2 separate regions of the Ovis aries genome follow, and region 2 is linked to region 1. Evidence: chromatin contacts called from public Hi-C data. All regions are on one chromosome and are shown on one strand. The core of a region is the stretch at or near the end of the contact, and the rest is flanking DNA. Distances in the headings are between cores, read along the strand shown. Region 1 has its middle 74 kb from the start of CLIC6. Region 2 holds the start of RCAN1 (regulator of calcineurin 1).

Evidence for each region. A called contact is a pair of places that touch in the nucleus more often than the background predicts.
Region 2: a contact with region 1 is called in a Hi-C map of liver, with 4 times the contacts expected there. The contact joins the promoter of RCAN1 here to the enhancer-like site in region 1. A contact is called at or near these places in 5 of 16 Hi-C or Micro-C datasets (hypothalamus, liver, muscle and 2 more).

What each region holds. Positions count from the first base shown.
Region 1 is chr1:121,516,688-121,524,122 of ARS-UI_Ramb_v3.0, reverse strand. It overlaps a transcript of RCAN1 not described here. Among named protein-coding and RNA genes, the nearest start is that of CLIC6, 74 kb to the right of the region's middle. Within about 2 kb of position 3,537, at least 13 of the 54 cell types and tissues checked have an H3K27ac peak or open chromatin away from gene starts, as enhancers often do. A contact at or near this core is called in liver, where this site is marked.
Region 2 is chr1:121,618,486-121,625,920 of ARS-UI_Ramb_v3.0, reverse strand. It overlaps RCAN1 (regulator of calcineurin 1), which reads right to left and starts at 4,301. Exons shown (of 4, transcript NM_001009274.1): 1 at 4,151-4,301; 2 at 762-935. The coding sequence starts at 4,237.

The sequences.
Region 1 (7,435 bases), core at 2,288-4,787:
ATACATTTCATTAAGGAAGGTCATCTTTCCTGGCACAATCTGATGGAAACCAGGGCAGCAGTGTTCAGAGATAAGAAGCTCACAAGTTGACTTTGCCCCCTTCGGATGAGATTTAGCAAAGAATGACCTGCTCCCTTCTATCAAGGAGGCCAGAGGCTAGCTAGCACGTGGGATTCAGCAGGTGACAATGCATTTCTGAAAAGATCTATGTGTCCTCAAAAAGGCATTCTAAGGAAAAGGAGAGGGAGGGGAGGGGAGGGAAGCAGAGAGAGAGAGAAAGAAGAAGGGAGGGATGGAGGGAGGGGGGAAAACCTCACCAGCAAAGATGACAGTATATTTTTCAAATACAGGATTGTATGTGTGTGTGTGGGGAAGCCTAGGATTTCTTTTCATCATCAATAATGATTTTGTTTCAGATAAAATTGATGGTTTTTATGTCCATTATCTTACTGACTTATTTTTTAAAGTGTTTATAGTTTTCTTTGTTTTCAACATTGTGGCAACACTCAATCACGTTAAAACATGGTTTTCCAAGCATTACAAGTGATAACAAGCCAGGGCAGTCTTCTGGTATAATACGTTTCACAACAGTAGCCTAAATGTCGAGGCAAATCTAAGCCTGTCAATTTCATACAGGTGTGGGTGTGTGCGCACACACACATGCACACACACATGTGCGTATGCAACAATTTTAAAGCTGCAGAGCCTCTGTGTGCTCAGTCATGTGTGACTCTCTGGGACCCTGTGGATGGTAGCCCGCCAGGCTCCTCTATCCATGGAATTTTCCAGGCAAGAATACTGGAGTGCATTGCCATTTCCTACTCCAGGGGATCTTCCTGACCCAGGGAGCGAACTCGAGTCTCCTGCATGGAAGGCAGATTTTTTACCACTGAGCCACCTGGGAAGCCCAGCAGAACCTACTGGGCTAAGATAATGTAGGCAGCATCTGGAGGTGCCTAAAATTACTCCTGGGAAAATAAGGCTTAACATTTAACGAACTTAAGAGAGCAATGCTTTCCTTATAATGTCAATGCTTTATTTTCACTGCTGCACAAATATTTATTGGGGCTTCCCTGGTGGCTCAGAAGGTAAAGCGTCTCCCTGCAATGTGGGAGACCTGGTGGCAGACACTGTCCTGGGCACAGGATTACGCAGCGAGCAATCTCAGATACAACAGTCTTTGCATTTTAGTAACCACTGAAATAAAACTGCTCACAGTTGGAAGGTATTATTCTTAGCTCTGTATTTATACGCTCTTTTCATCTTGTACTTTTATTACCCCATTTTACAAAGGGACTGAAGCACAGGGAAGATAACGTCCTTGACCAAGGTCTCACAGTGCAGACCGACATGACTCTGGAGTCCACCCTCGTAACTACTGCATGTTACTGCTCCTGTAACATGTCTGTACTGTGCTCAGTCGCTCAACTGTCTGACTGTGCTTTTTTTTTTTAACACACATAATACCAAAGTCGGTTGTTGTCATGCCCAACTCTTTTGCGACCCCATGGACTGAAGCCCAGCAGGCTCTTCTGTCCGTGGGACTTCCCGGGCAAGAATATTGGAGTGGGTTGTCATTTCTTTCTCCAGGGGATCTTCCCGACCCAGGGACTGAACCTGTGTCTCCTGCATTGGCAGGAGGATTCTTCACCCGAGAAGCCCTAAAGGAACGTAGGCATTTATCCATAAAGAAGGTGGGCGTTCTTGGGGTAATGCCTGCGTTCTCTTTTGCACACTTTCACTCTCAGCTAAGCCATTAAAATAAAGTGAAAAACAGGCAAGAAAAAGCCTGCAAGTAAGTAATCCTGCCAGTGTGGTCCCTGTGCTATCTAGGAGAGAAAACAGAGGAGGAAAATAAAGGAAAATGAAATAAAAATGAAATGGCTATTCAATACATTGGCATCACCAACTCCATGCACGTGAGTTTGAGTAAGCTCCGAGAATTGGTGATGGACAGGGAAGCCTGGTGTGCTGCAGTCCATGGGGTGGCAAAGAGTTGGACATGACTGAGCAACTGAACTGAACTGAACTGAACTGATTCAATACAAAACCTCTGATCATAAAGTAAGTAATAAAGTCCTTGATAAAGACTAAGCAGATAATTTCAGGGTATTATCAAGTATTATCACAAACATGGCCTTGCTGTATTTCATTCTCGCCGTATCCTAGTAGGGTAAAGGACCACCCAGCCCTTGTTTTACGATATAAGATAAAGAATGTGCTCACGATCTCAGCCACAGGCTGGCTGTTGCTGCTTCATTCCAAGCCGCGGATATAGCACATTGGACTCTATTTGGGCCTCTGCACAGCTACCCTCCAATAAATGCAGGAAGTCACCCCCCAAACATATAACCTCTCTACGCCCACCCAACTCATCTATGCCACCGTCTCAGGCATGTTCACAGTAGTGAGAACTAGGTCATTATCTTAAATGTGTTCCAAGTAACGGGAATACTCTGAATGTGGAGGTTATAGACTATCTGACCATTCGGTGATGGTATTTCCCAAGATATATCAAGGAAATAACAAGTAACAGAACACACTGGAGTCCAAGTGTTCCCTGAAAACTTATAAGTCACTGGGAAGAAATATACAAATTCAGAGTTGATGTGAAAAATGAGGACAGCTCTGGAAATGCTGTGTCAGGGTCAAGCACGTGGTTGAGTCTGAAGGATACACCTACAGTGGGGCTACTCCAGAGAGGGAGAGGTGTTGCCAGATGTCTGCAAGGTCTTCCTGGCCAGTTCATGAACTGTAAGCCAGCGAGTTTTGCTGGTGAGTGGTCTGTTTTTAGGAGTTTATAGTCAGCTGGAACATAAAGAAGGCTGAGTGCTGAAGAATTGATGCTTTCGAACTGTGGTGCTGGAGAAGATTCTTGAGAGTCCCTTGGACAGCAAGGAGATCAAACCAGTCAACCCAAAGGGAAATCAACCCTGAATACTCACTGGAAGGATTGATGCTGAAACTGAAACTCCAATACTCTGGCCACCTGCCGGGAAGAACCGACTCACTGGAAAAGACCCTGATGCTGGGAAAGATTGAGGGCAGGAGAACCAGGTGATAGAGGATGAGGTGGTTGGATGGCATCACAGACTCAATGAACGTGAGTCTGAGCAAACTCTGAGAGATGGTGAAAGACAGGGAAGCATGGCGTGCCACAGTCCATGGGGTCACAAAGAGTCGGACACGACTGAGCGCCTGAGCAACAAGAGTCAGCTCACCCCGACCTGAGGGTTCTCCATCACCGTCTGAGATCTGCACCTTAGGATGGAAAGGTGGCTGTGTGAGCAGAGCTGAGACCTACCCGAACTGTCCCAAATCCTGACTTCAGCCCAGAACAACGCTGTTACCCTGTCGCCTGGGCAGCAGATAATTCCTCGGAGAACAGGGGTCACCACAGGGGTCTGGCAACCTATGCAGCAGCATGAGCTTTGCCTTTGAAAACTAATCTCTGTAGCAACCTAATGGCAGAAGCCAGCTCAGAAAATTGCCCTTATCTCTGCAGTGAAGTGCCTGCTTCCTCTGAGTGAGCTCTCTTTGTATTTCTTTATGCCGATAGTTTTAGTCACCTGATAGTTTGAGTCACCATCTGAACAAGTAAACACAGATCAGAGCAGGGGGTGGAAGATGTCACAGCCTTCACTAGGGGCAGCTGGAAGAGGAGGGTCACTCCTTGAGGCACAGCATCCTTGTTCCCTGTTGGAACCAAAGTGGGTCCCATTGCCCAGCAGCAGCGAGGGTCCCCTCCCTTGGCCAGCTTTCTGGGGGGGTGAGGGGGTGTCTCTCCTCTCACGAGTTTCAATTACACACCGATGATTATGATAGCTTCTTCTGCAGCACAAGGAGGGAGTTCCCCCTCTGAAAATGCACTTTCTGTCTTTAATGCCAGAAATAAAATCTAAGGCAACCACCAGTCTCTACGGCAGAACTTATGTGAAGTGACCTCCCCCTGGTGGCGGGCGCTGGTGTTCAAACAGCCCAGGGACTAGCTCTCAGGACACCATCTCCTCTGCCCCTCCACCAGGACCGGCCACAGATACCTTGCTCTTTGGGGGCCCCTAACGGTAGCATGGTGACAGTTCTTCTTGTTCCTGCCAATAAGACTCTGGATGTCCACCTCACTATCCACATGCCCTGGGTGCCCCCTGGAGCAGGAGATGGCAACCTACTCCCGTATTTGTGCCTGGAAAATCCCATGGAACAGAGGAGCCTGGCGGGCTACAGTCCAGGGGGTCACAAAAGATTCTGACACGACTCAGCTGACTAAACAACAGCTCTGCGTGCTCAGCGAGGGCTGGGGGATGGGGCAGGGGAGGACATCATTGCACAGGAAATCAGACAAGCAGTGTAACTGGTGGGCTGGGAGAAAATTCTAGTTCTGCTAGTATGTAGTGAGTTCCCCCTCAGGAAACCTCAGCACCGCTCTGAGCCTTGATTCCTCCCTGCAGAAATGAAGAAGGCTTGAGCCCAAGGTCCTGTCTGCCATCGTTCTGTAGCTGCGCCCAGAATCTGATGCCCAGTTGCCACGGGATTCTATGTGCTGATTAGCTTTGCAAAGGCAGCGGAAAGACGTTGTCATCTATAAAATGGGCAAATACAGTATCTATCACAGAAGGTTGTTAAGAAGGATGAGTAGGCTTCCCTGGTGGCTCAGACAATAAAGAATTCGCCTGCAATGTTGGGTTGGGAAGATTCCCCTGGAGAAGGGGATGGCTACCCGGTCCAGCATTCTTGCCTGGAGAATCCCACGAACAGAGAAGCCTGGAAGGCTACAGGGCATAGCGCTCCAAAGAGTCAGACACAGCTGAGCAACTAAGCACAAGAAGGATGAAATCTAACAATGTACATAAAATATTTGGCCAACGGTAAGCACTAATAGGGTGTTTATCATGAACTGTATAAATACTAAGTACGTATATAAGTGATCACTCAAACTTCAGATGAAAGAGGGGACTACTACCTTCGTGGGACGAGATGGGCAAACTGGAGCATACAGTCACCCTGTCAATAATAAATGAGTATCAGGAGATCTGTAAAAGCCCCTAGTAATGGACAAACTTTAAAAAAAAAAGAAAAGATGCACTCAAATGTTCTGGCTTTGTAAGGATAAACCTCTGGCAAACTCTCAAATGGCAACTGGACAGAATTGGCTGTGGGGTCAAGTAGAGTGTCTCTGACACATGTTCCTCTTGGAGCAATGAAACTTCCAAGACCAATTACAGACACAAGCGTTAAGTGACCGAAATTGACCTTCTCTCTTCCATAAACCGGCAGACAGGCTTCCCAGGGACCACTGCAGGGTAAGGCAGGAGTGTGAGGATGGGGAAGCCAGAATGTCACCCCCCAAGTATGCCTCTTCAACATAAAAGTTATTTGGAGCTGAAGGCAGTCACAAAGCACATATGCAGGAAACCTCCATCTTCCCTCTCTTTCCTGCCTGAAGGTAGGATATAAATGACCCTCTTAATGGAGACGTTCCAGAATCTCATGGAGGAGTGTGCCAACGTGCCCATCAGCTTCCTCCTATGAACTGACTTCCCTGCAGCGAGCTGGAAGCCTGAAATGGCTTCCCTCCCTCCTACCGTTTCTCTTATCAATTTATTCTTTGTTGAAGAGGCTGTACAAGCCAAGTTCTAAGTCTCCACGTTGTTGTGCTGAGGGTTCTCCCCCCTGATGCATGCTGCATGCGTTAATAACTGTTTTTCTCTTGTGATCCATCTTTTTCTTAAAGAGTCACAGCTGAAAACCTAGGACAGGCAGAGGCAGGGTTCTGTCTCCCCTACAGGTGCGAGGCTGGAAAGCCGGATGGAAGAGAACTAGAGTCACGGTTACACTAGGGAACATTCTGTTGCTGAGCCAGTTCCTGCTGGGGAAATCCTCTGGGGTAGCAAGGGGCAAAGGGGCCGCACTCCACCAATGGAAGAGCCAGAAGCAACCCCACTGAGCTGATCCAGCTCAACCTGCTCACTTCATAGATGAAGCGGCAGAGGTCTGGGTGGACATCTTGCCCAAGGACAGGTGGTTTGTTATGGATCTGCTAAGCCCTTGCATGTGTGTGTGTGTATATGTGCTCAGTTGTGTCCAGCTCTTTGCGAGTACATGGGCTGTAGCCCACCATGCTCCTCTCTCCGTGGGATTCTCCAGGCAACAATACTTGAGTGGGTTGTCATTTCCTTCTCCAGGGCATCTTCCTGACCCAGGGATCGAACCCATATCTCCTGCACTGGAAGGCAAGTTCTTTACTACTGAGTCATCTGTGAAACCCATGAAGCCCTTAGGCTGTATTTACATAGCATACACAATTAAAAAACAAATCACGTGTCTTCCCTGCTGGCCTGTGAGCACCAGGAGGAAGGCTGCTGTCTGTCATTCACCGAGGGCTGTGACCTCTCACAATGACCTCATGGAGACTGTGGGGGTGGGATTACTGTCCTCCTTCTGCAACTGGGCAGACTGGGGGCCTGGGGAGGTTGACTGACTCATCTGGGGTCCTGCAGAGGGCCTTGCTACCAGCACAGTGCTCAGAACACAGCAGGCCCTGAGAAACACGTGTTAAAATGAATATGCCCTTTGACTAGACGAATTCTCGGCCACCCATCTGAACTGACTCATGGAAAAGTCATGTGTAACAGGAAAAATTAGGAAACAAACCAAATATCTACCAACAGGGGCTGGTTAAACAAAGTATAGTATGTGTGCAATGGAATACTATACAGCAGGAAAAAATGAGACCTTCCTGTGTACCATTATAGAAACATCTCCAAGCTATACCGTTATGTGGGGAAAACATCAAGATACAGAACAGTAAACAAATATGCAACTTTAGTGTGTCAAGGGCAAAGAGATGTATATAGAAACTCCGGAAGCAGAAAGTTTACCAAAAATCATAGTTACTTTTGAGAGGACTGACTATCAAGGATTGGAGAAAGACTTTTCACTATATACCTTTTAATACTTTCTGGGTTTTGAACAATGTGAATGTATTACTATATTTTAAAAAATTAAATTAAGAAATGTATCAAAATGCATAAATCCAATGACAATAATAAAAATAAAATTCAAACATTATCTTAAAAAACACTTGTTGAACGAGTGAATGAATGAATGACTGAAGGAAGGAGTGACTGAGTTGAATGAATGAATAAATGAGTGAAGTGATGGAGCCAGGATTTAAGTCCAAGTCTGTCTGGCTCCAGCACCCAGGTACTGCCTTCTGCTTGAACCCAAGAATGTCATCAGGGCTGCAACCGATGTCCCAAAAGCACTCAAATATATCTGTTAAATATAAATAAATGGCTGAGAGAATAACAGAGTTGTAAGTCATCTGAACCTCAGTTTCCTGTGGATAAAAGAACTTTACTCATAGAGCTATCCTAGGGCTGAAATAAGATGTGAAAGATATGAAAAATTCACATGCATTACTGCATACTGTAAG
Region 2 (7,435 bases), core at 3,052-5,551, 100 kb before region 1:
ACCTGCATAAAGCCAGAACCTCTCTAGTCTGGGGTTCTAGCAAAGTCACGCCCACCACCCTGTGGTCCTCCACCTTCCACAGTCAGGAAAAGACTCTTTTTCCCATCATCACTCAACTCAAGAAGGTCATCTATGAGGTCAGGGATCAACTGCACCCTGCTATCTTAAAACAGGGGACGTGATACATTTCTAGTATGAATTTTGCCCCTCTGAAGACGATTTCTTGGAGTTTTCAATCAACATATAGGTAATGGGTGTCTAGGAACTTCCCTGGTGGCTCAGTGGTTAAAGAATCCACCTGCAATGCAGCAGACCCAAGTTCGATCCCTGGGTCGGGAAGATCCCCTGGAAAAAGAAACGGCACCCCACTCCAGGATTCTTGCCTGGGAAATCCCATGGATGGAGGAGCCTGGCATGCTATAGTCCATGGGGTCGCAAAAGAGGTGGACATAACTAAGTGATGGTAACAACAATGGATATATACTCTGTTTTTTGGGAAAGCTGGTGGCTCAGACAGTAAAGCGTCTGCCTGCAATGCGGGAGACCTGGGTTCGATCCCTGGGTCAGGAAGATCTCCTGGAGAAGGAAATGGCAACCCACTCCAGTATTCTTGCCTGGAAAATCCCATGGACGGAGGAACCTGGTAGGCTACAGTCCACGGGGTCGCAAAGAGTCGGATACGACTGAGCGACTTTGCTTTCTTTCACTTTAAGGGTGAGAGGGAGAAGGGGGAAGTGTGGGTATCAGTGAAATACACTCACCTGAGCAAAATATAATTTCATTTCCTTTCCAAGAAATTCAGTCTTATGTAGCTGGAGCCTGGCATCTGCTGCAGATAAGGGGTTGCTGAAGTTTATTCTGACCCGTTTGAAGCTTTTAAAATACTGAAAGGTGATATCTTTGTCATAAGTCCTAAAGAGGGATTCAAATTTGGCCTGAAAAATAAAAAATGAAAGGAATTGGAATCTACTTGCACATGACCTTTGACTGGATGGCTTCATTACAGTTCTTATGGAGAAACTGAATCATTCATTGTTTCAAGAACTTCCAACTTCAGATCCTATTGTTCCATGATCCTCCCAATCCAGTGAACTTCAGTCTCACCACTCTGCTTAGGACAATGCCCTGTCCATCAAATATTACTTAGGGCTTTCAAACACTGGAGCTAGTTTGAAAAAAAAATTTTTTTTTTAATTCAATTAGGAAACAATAAAGTTAATTTAAAAAGGCTTGCATTTCTTGTTTTTTTTTTTTTTTTTTTTAATGCCCTCTAGGTGGTAAAGGTACATTTTCCCTATGGTTGTTTGCCCTTTTTTCTGTTTTTTCTTTTTTTTTTTTAATTAGAGGATAACTACTTAACAATATGCGATGTTTTTTGCCATACATCAACATGAATCAGCCGTAAATATGTTCCTTCCTTCTTGAAGCCGCTCCCACCTTCCTCCCCACCTACCCCTCTAGGTTGTCACAGAGCTCTGACTGTGGGCTCCCTGTGTCTTACATCACACTCCCACTGGCTATCTAGTTTACATACGGTAATGCGTATGTTTCAATGCTGTTCCCTCAAATCATCACATCCTCTCCTTCCCCCACTGTGTCCACAAGTCTGTTCTTGACGTCTGTGTCTCCTTTGCTGCCCTGCAAATCGGATCGTCAGTACTGGTTTTCTAGATTTCATACATATGCGTTAATATATGATATTTGTCTTTCTTTTCTGACTTACTTCACTCTGTAGAAAAAGGCCTTGCATTTCTTAACATAAAGGAAGCAGTTAAAAAAAAAGTTCCCAGTGGTATTTTCCCATTTAGTCTGTCATTTTTTAACTCTCTAAAATAGTACTGGTTTTTAAAAATGAATGTACTGTCAAAGAACCTGTTTCTATACACTGGCTTTAATAGGTACACATTTAGCGCTAGTGTTTAAGAACTAGTGAACACTGTGAAACAGCATGAGATCTGAGAACTGAAATGCCTGAGTTCAATGATTAAAAGCCTAGATTCAGGAGAATGTTTCATCAGATCCTGGGAAAAGTTCTGCAGGAGCACCACCACCACCCCCCCCACCACCACCACCGGGTTGGGTCCTGAATGGGGTGTTGTTCTGGGGAACTGGGAGACCACTGCCATCTTTTCCAACCAGAGGGGAAGGTGTTATGGACACTCTTGAAACTTGTAGGAAGATTGTGCAGGGGCTGTCAGTTACCAGATTTCTGAATCTTTTTTGCAGACTAAACTCTGGGGATGGTGAGAGGCCAATGGGGGTGGCTGAGAGCGGGGCTGAGGCAGGCAGCGTGTCCTCTACCCAGGTGACTGGTGAGACAAGGAGGCCTGGAAGGACTCTGGAAATCTATAGAGAGCATGCTGTTTCTGCAAAGCAGAGAGAGGATTCCAGCAGAAGTGGAGAACGTCCCTGAGACTTTTTGGTACTAGGAAGTGGAGGAGGGGATGGGCCTCCGGATGGATGGGTGGTTGGTCAGTTTCTGCTCCATCGGGCAGGGCTCCACGGGGCAGGGCCTGCCTTTCCTCCTGGCTGGCGTCTCCACCAGGAGACATGGGAAGAGCTCACAGAGTTTCTCTCTTCCAGTTCCTTGGGTTTTGTTAGTTGATGGAAAAGTCTGTGACTTTCCCAGGAGAGGTGACGCGGAGAAACAGAAGTAGAGTGAAGGCGCAGCAGATGCTCAAGCTTCGAGTTCATCTGGCCGCGCGGTGACTCGGTTGGTCTCCGCCCCTCTGTGGAGCACGGGTGAGTCCGGGGCGTGAGGGTGTCTGTGCGGATTTGGAATTTCACACGACCTCATCCGTAGGCACTGTGACCAACTGTTTGGAGTTATGATTCATAACTTAAGAGAGATGAGTTTGATGGATATTTTTAGACGGCAAGTCAGGGCTGAAGACCAGAGTGCAAGAGAACCCACACTACCTTGTTAATTTCGTATTGTTCTCCTACCGTTCTTTTATAAAATAATCTCATTTGTTATTACAGTTGTTGGGTGGCTTCTCTACTGAAATGAGTAAACAGTGATTTTACTCACATAAGGCTAATATTAGGTACATAGACTTTGTAGTAAGTTTACACATAGATTGGGCTTCCCAGGTGCCGCTAGTGATAAAGAACCCACCTGCCAGTGCAGGAGACTTAAGAGACCTGGGTTCGATCCCTGGGTCGGGAAGTTCCCCTGGAGGAGGGCATGGCAACTCACTCCAGTATTGTTGCCTGGAGAATCCCATGGACAGAGGAGCCTGGTAGGCTACATACAGTCCATGGGGTTGCAAAGAGTTGGACAAGACTGAAGTGAATTAACAAGCATGCACGTACACAAAGACCATGCTCTAATATCTAGGTAAAAAACCACGATTCTGGCTTGTAAGCAGACTACATGATTAGGGAGTTAAATTTGATTTAAGAAAAAAAGAAAGAAAACGTCCCAAGTCTCAGTATGGCTTTAGGTATAAGGATATAACATGATCACTGCCCCCTAAAGAGAAAACACAGAATTCATTGCTATACAGTCTTGTTTTAGAGATCAGTTAGATAGCTTCATAGCTACTGATGGAAATCTTGGCATTTTAATCAAATGAAGAAGTAAAGCATAGTAGTTAAAATCACTAGTTATACAGCTGCTTTCCAGGAGGTACAATGTTTAACTTATCTATCTATTTATTATTTGCTATGGGTGCACTTTCTCCACCTGGAAAAACCTAGAAAGTTGAAGACAGGTCCTTATAATTACTTCAAACATTCAAATATCTCTACAATAGTGATTTCCTAAGATAAAATCAAAGTATCCTGAACTCGAGATGTCAAAGTGAAACATTCTGTGCACTGTCAGAAAGTCCTCCCTCCAAAAGTTTACTTACAATCTACAAAGAATGAAACGAACACCATGCTGAACCCTGCTTACTAACTGGCCAAGGGACAGAGACAGTTTTAAATACTGAGCTTTAAAAAATTCCTTCAGAGCTAATTCCTCAGGCAACACCTGTTGATTCTGAAGGCTCAAAGCATTCTGGATGCATTTCAAAAACCCCAAAACCCACAACGAGAACCACACATCCCCACCAACTATCTCAGCTAATAGTACCAATTAACATCATGCTTTGAAATCGCTGTCTCAAATTTTAAAAAAATTACATTATATCAGAAGCCTTACCCTGGTTTCACTTTCGCTGAAGATCTCACTGTTTGCCACACAGGCAATCAGGGAGCTAAAACTGTAGTTAAAATTTCTAAAGTGCATCTTGCTTTCTTACAGTGAGAGCTACAGCGACTCCCGCGGTCAAGCCCCAAGTGGATGGAGTTCCTTTACCCGAAGCTGTTAGGTTCTTTCTCGAGCCGGCGCTTATAAAGCAACGAGGTCCGGCTCCCCCCGCCCCCACCCCGCCCCAACTCCGGGGGAAAAAAAGCACTGCTTCCAGGGCATCCTGTTTGGACACCAAATTCCTGAGTCAAGCCCTGCTTGACTCGCAGGCGGACAGGGACAGAGTGTAAGTTTCTACTGGAAAGAGGTGACGTCAACACCTTAGTCATTTTCCCTATGCTAATTAACTTCGCTTGGGGAGGATGGAAAAAACGGCCGAGGTTTGCTTTGCAGCTGTTTTATCTCTCCCTCTTGCAGCATAGTTTCCACTGGTAGTAATTCCATTCAGCCACTCAGTCACCAGGCTCCGCCGCTGAATGGGACGACCCTTCTTAGGATGGAAAATGTTACAGACAGAAGCAGGAAGGGCTACAGCAGTAAACAGTAATTAGCCTGCGGGGAACTTTCAAGGCTTGGAGAAACCTGGAAACTGAAGTCTTGGGGAATGGTTTGATCCCTGTAATTTCCTGAACACTTAAATCAAAGTTTCATACACTGGGATATTAGAGAAAACATTTGGAAATCTGTCTTGGTCAATGACCTCTGTTTTTCAAAGAAAAAAAGTAGAATTCATTTCGAAATGTGCCCTGTCCCCCCCACCTTTTTTTGTTTTTTCTGATGAAATTTTATTGGATGAATGTCCTAATTCCCACTTGTATTTCATAGTGAGAATGTGGGAAGTGATCCTAGGATTTTCGTTGGAAAACTTTGTAATTGGACAACTAGGAATAGGCAGCTCTTTCATCATTTTCTAACGCCTACTGAATTCGGAAAAAAGATTCGAAAACATTTTAGAGTAATCTGAACCTCTGAAGCTGAGAAAGAAAACATTAAGAGGCTGTCTGCTTGGAGACTCAGAGACTGAGTGTTTTCGGTTTTGTTTTAAATAGGAAAGGATGATGAAATAGAAAGAATGGATAGTATAATTGAAAAGCTAGTTCAGTTGGCCTTTTTGCAGGTAAGAGGTCTGGTCTAGAAGAAGCATACTGGAATAGCAGGATACCGGTTCTTTGAAAAGGCTACAACTCCTTTTTCCCCCCAAATTTTCATTTTACTATTTTTTTAAAATTTAAGTACAGTTGATTTACACTGTTGTGTAAGTTTCAGGTGTATAGCAAAGTGATTCAGTTATACGTGTATGTGTATCTATTCTTCAGATTTTTCTCATATCAGTTATTGCAGGATATTGACTATAGTTCCCTGTGCTATACAGCAGGTCCTTTTTGCTTATCTCTCTTAAATGTTATTGTTGTTTAGTCACTAAGTTGTGTCCAATTCTTTGCAACCTCATGAACTGTAGCCCACCAGGCTCTTCTGTCCATGGGATTTCCCAGGGAAGAATACTGGAGCGGGGTGCCATTTGTTTCTCCAGGGGAATCTTCCCGACCCAGGGACCAAACCCGAGTCTCGTACATTGACAGGCCAATTCTTTACTGCTGAGCCACCAGGGAACCCCTTAATCCCGTTAAAATGCTGCAGCTCTTTGAACTTCCAAGTGCTGTGTCAGTTTTGGTCCCTATGGCGGTCTGAGTGCTAGGTTCTTCCCACCCTCTCCAATTTCATTATCACCTAAACGCAGTCACGTTATTTATGAAAAACATTCTTTAGTTTAGAGGCACACATGGACACCTCTTAAGCTTCCAAAAGTTAAGTGGAACCCTGCTGTTCACATGTAAAAATTAACTTCAAAGATTCATTAAAGTCAGCCAATAATGAAAAGGATATATGCAACGGGAAAGAGCAAACTGGAGTATTTATCCCTCCATAAAAGGAAATGCAAAGTCTTCCTGGATGAGTGAGGGTTGTTTTATCTCCGTGTGTGGTTCCCTGCTGCCAGTTGTAGGGTTATGTAAGAGACCAGTTATGGTGTTTGCTTTGCCAAATTACCTGTAACTCCCAACCCAGGAGATTTAAATGCAAAAGATCTAGAAAAGTTTTGAATGCTGTAAAATCATGTACGTGTGTGTGTGTGTGTGTGTATGTGTGTCTGCTCAGTTGTGTCCAACTCTTTGCCACCCCATGGACTGTAGCCCACCAGGCTCCTCTGTCCATGCGATTTTCCAGGCAAGAAGACTGGAGTGGGTTGCCATCTCTTCCTCCAATCTTCCTAACCCAGGGATCAAATCTGTGTCTCCTATGTCTCCTGCATTAGCAGGCAGGTTCTTTATGGGATGCATCAAACACCAAGAGGACAGGGCCACGCTGGCTTGGTTCCAGGGGCTGTGCACTTGAGCTGGCTGCATTTTCAGCGCAGAGGCCGCAGGGGGCCCTGGGGGCACGTGCAGGCTTTGGTGGCAGTGTTGGTATGGGAGGCCTTGGTGGAGGGAGGCAACGGGGAAAGGGACAAGGAGGTAGAAGACACAGAGGCGCACTCTACCCACCCAGCGCGCCTGTCCCTCCTCGCCTCTCTCTCCTGGAGTCTGCCTCAGGGAACAAGAGCTAAGAGGGGATCAGAGGAGGCAGAAGAGGCTCATTTCTCCATCTCCTCCTCACTCGCCTCCCCCTCCTATTAAAAGTCATGACATGAAGCTCCAGCTCAATTGTGTGGGCAAACCTGGAACGCTTCTGTTCATCTGAGACAACAGCACTGAACTCACTCAAATTTGTAATTGTGGTTTCATGGCATGTGTGCTCAGGGGTGTCTGACTCTTTGCAATCTTTTGAACTGTAGCCCCGCCAGGCTCCTTTGTCAATGGGATTTTTCAGGCAAGAATACTGGAGTGGGTTGCCGTGCCCTCCTCCAAGGGATCTGCCCCACCCTGGGATTGAACCCACATCTCCAGTGTCTCCTGCATTGCAGGGAAAAATTCCTTACCCTCTGAGCTGTGGGGGCAGGGAGTGGGGGAAGTCCATGGTTTCATTATATGGATGGGAAAAAAAAAGTTGTCGTGAGGTATTTGAAGATGGTTCAACTGTCTTTGCTCAAAGAAATCAGTGCTAAGTGATAGATTTTTCATTAGGCCGTCCCTAAAGCCTCCCAACAGATGCCATTCTGTACCTGCCTTTGAATTGATGGTGAGCTCCATCTGAATTTCAGACAGTAAAGAAAGAATCTGCCTGCAATGCACGAGACCCAGG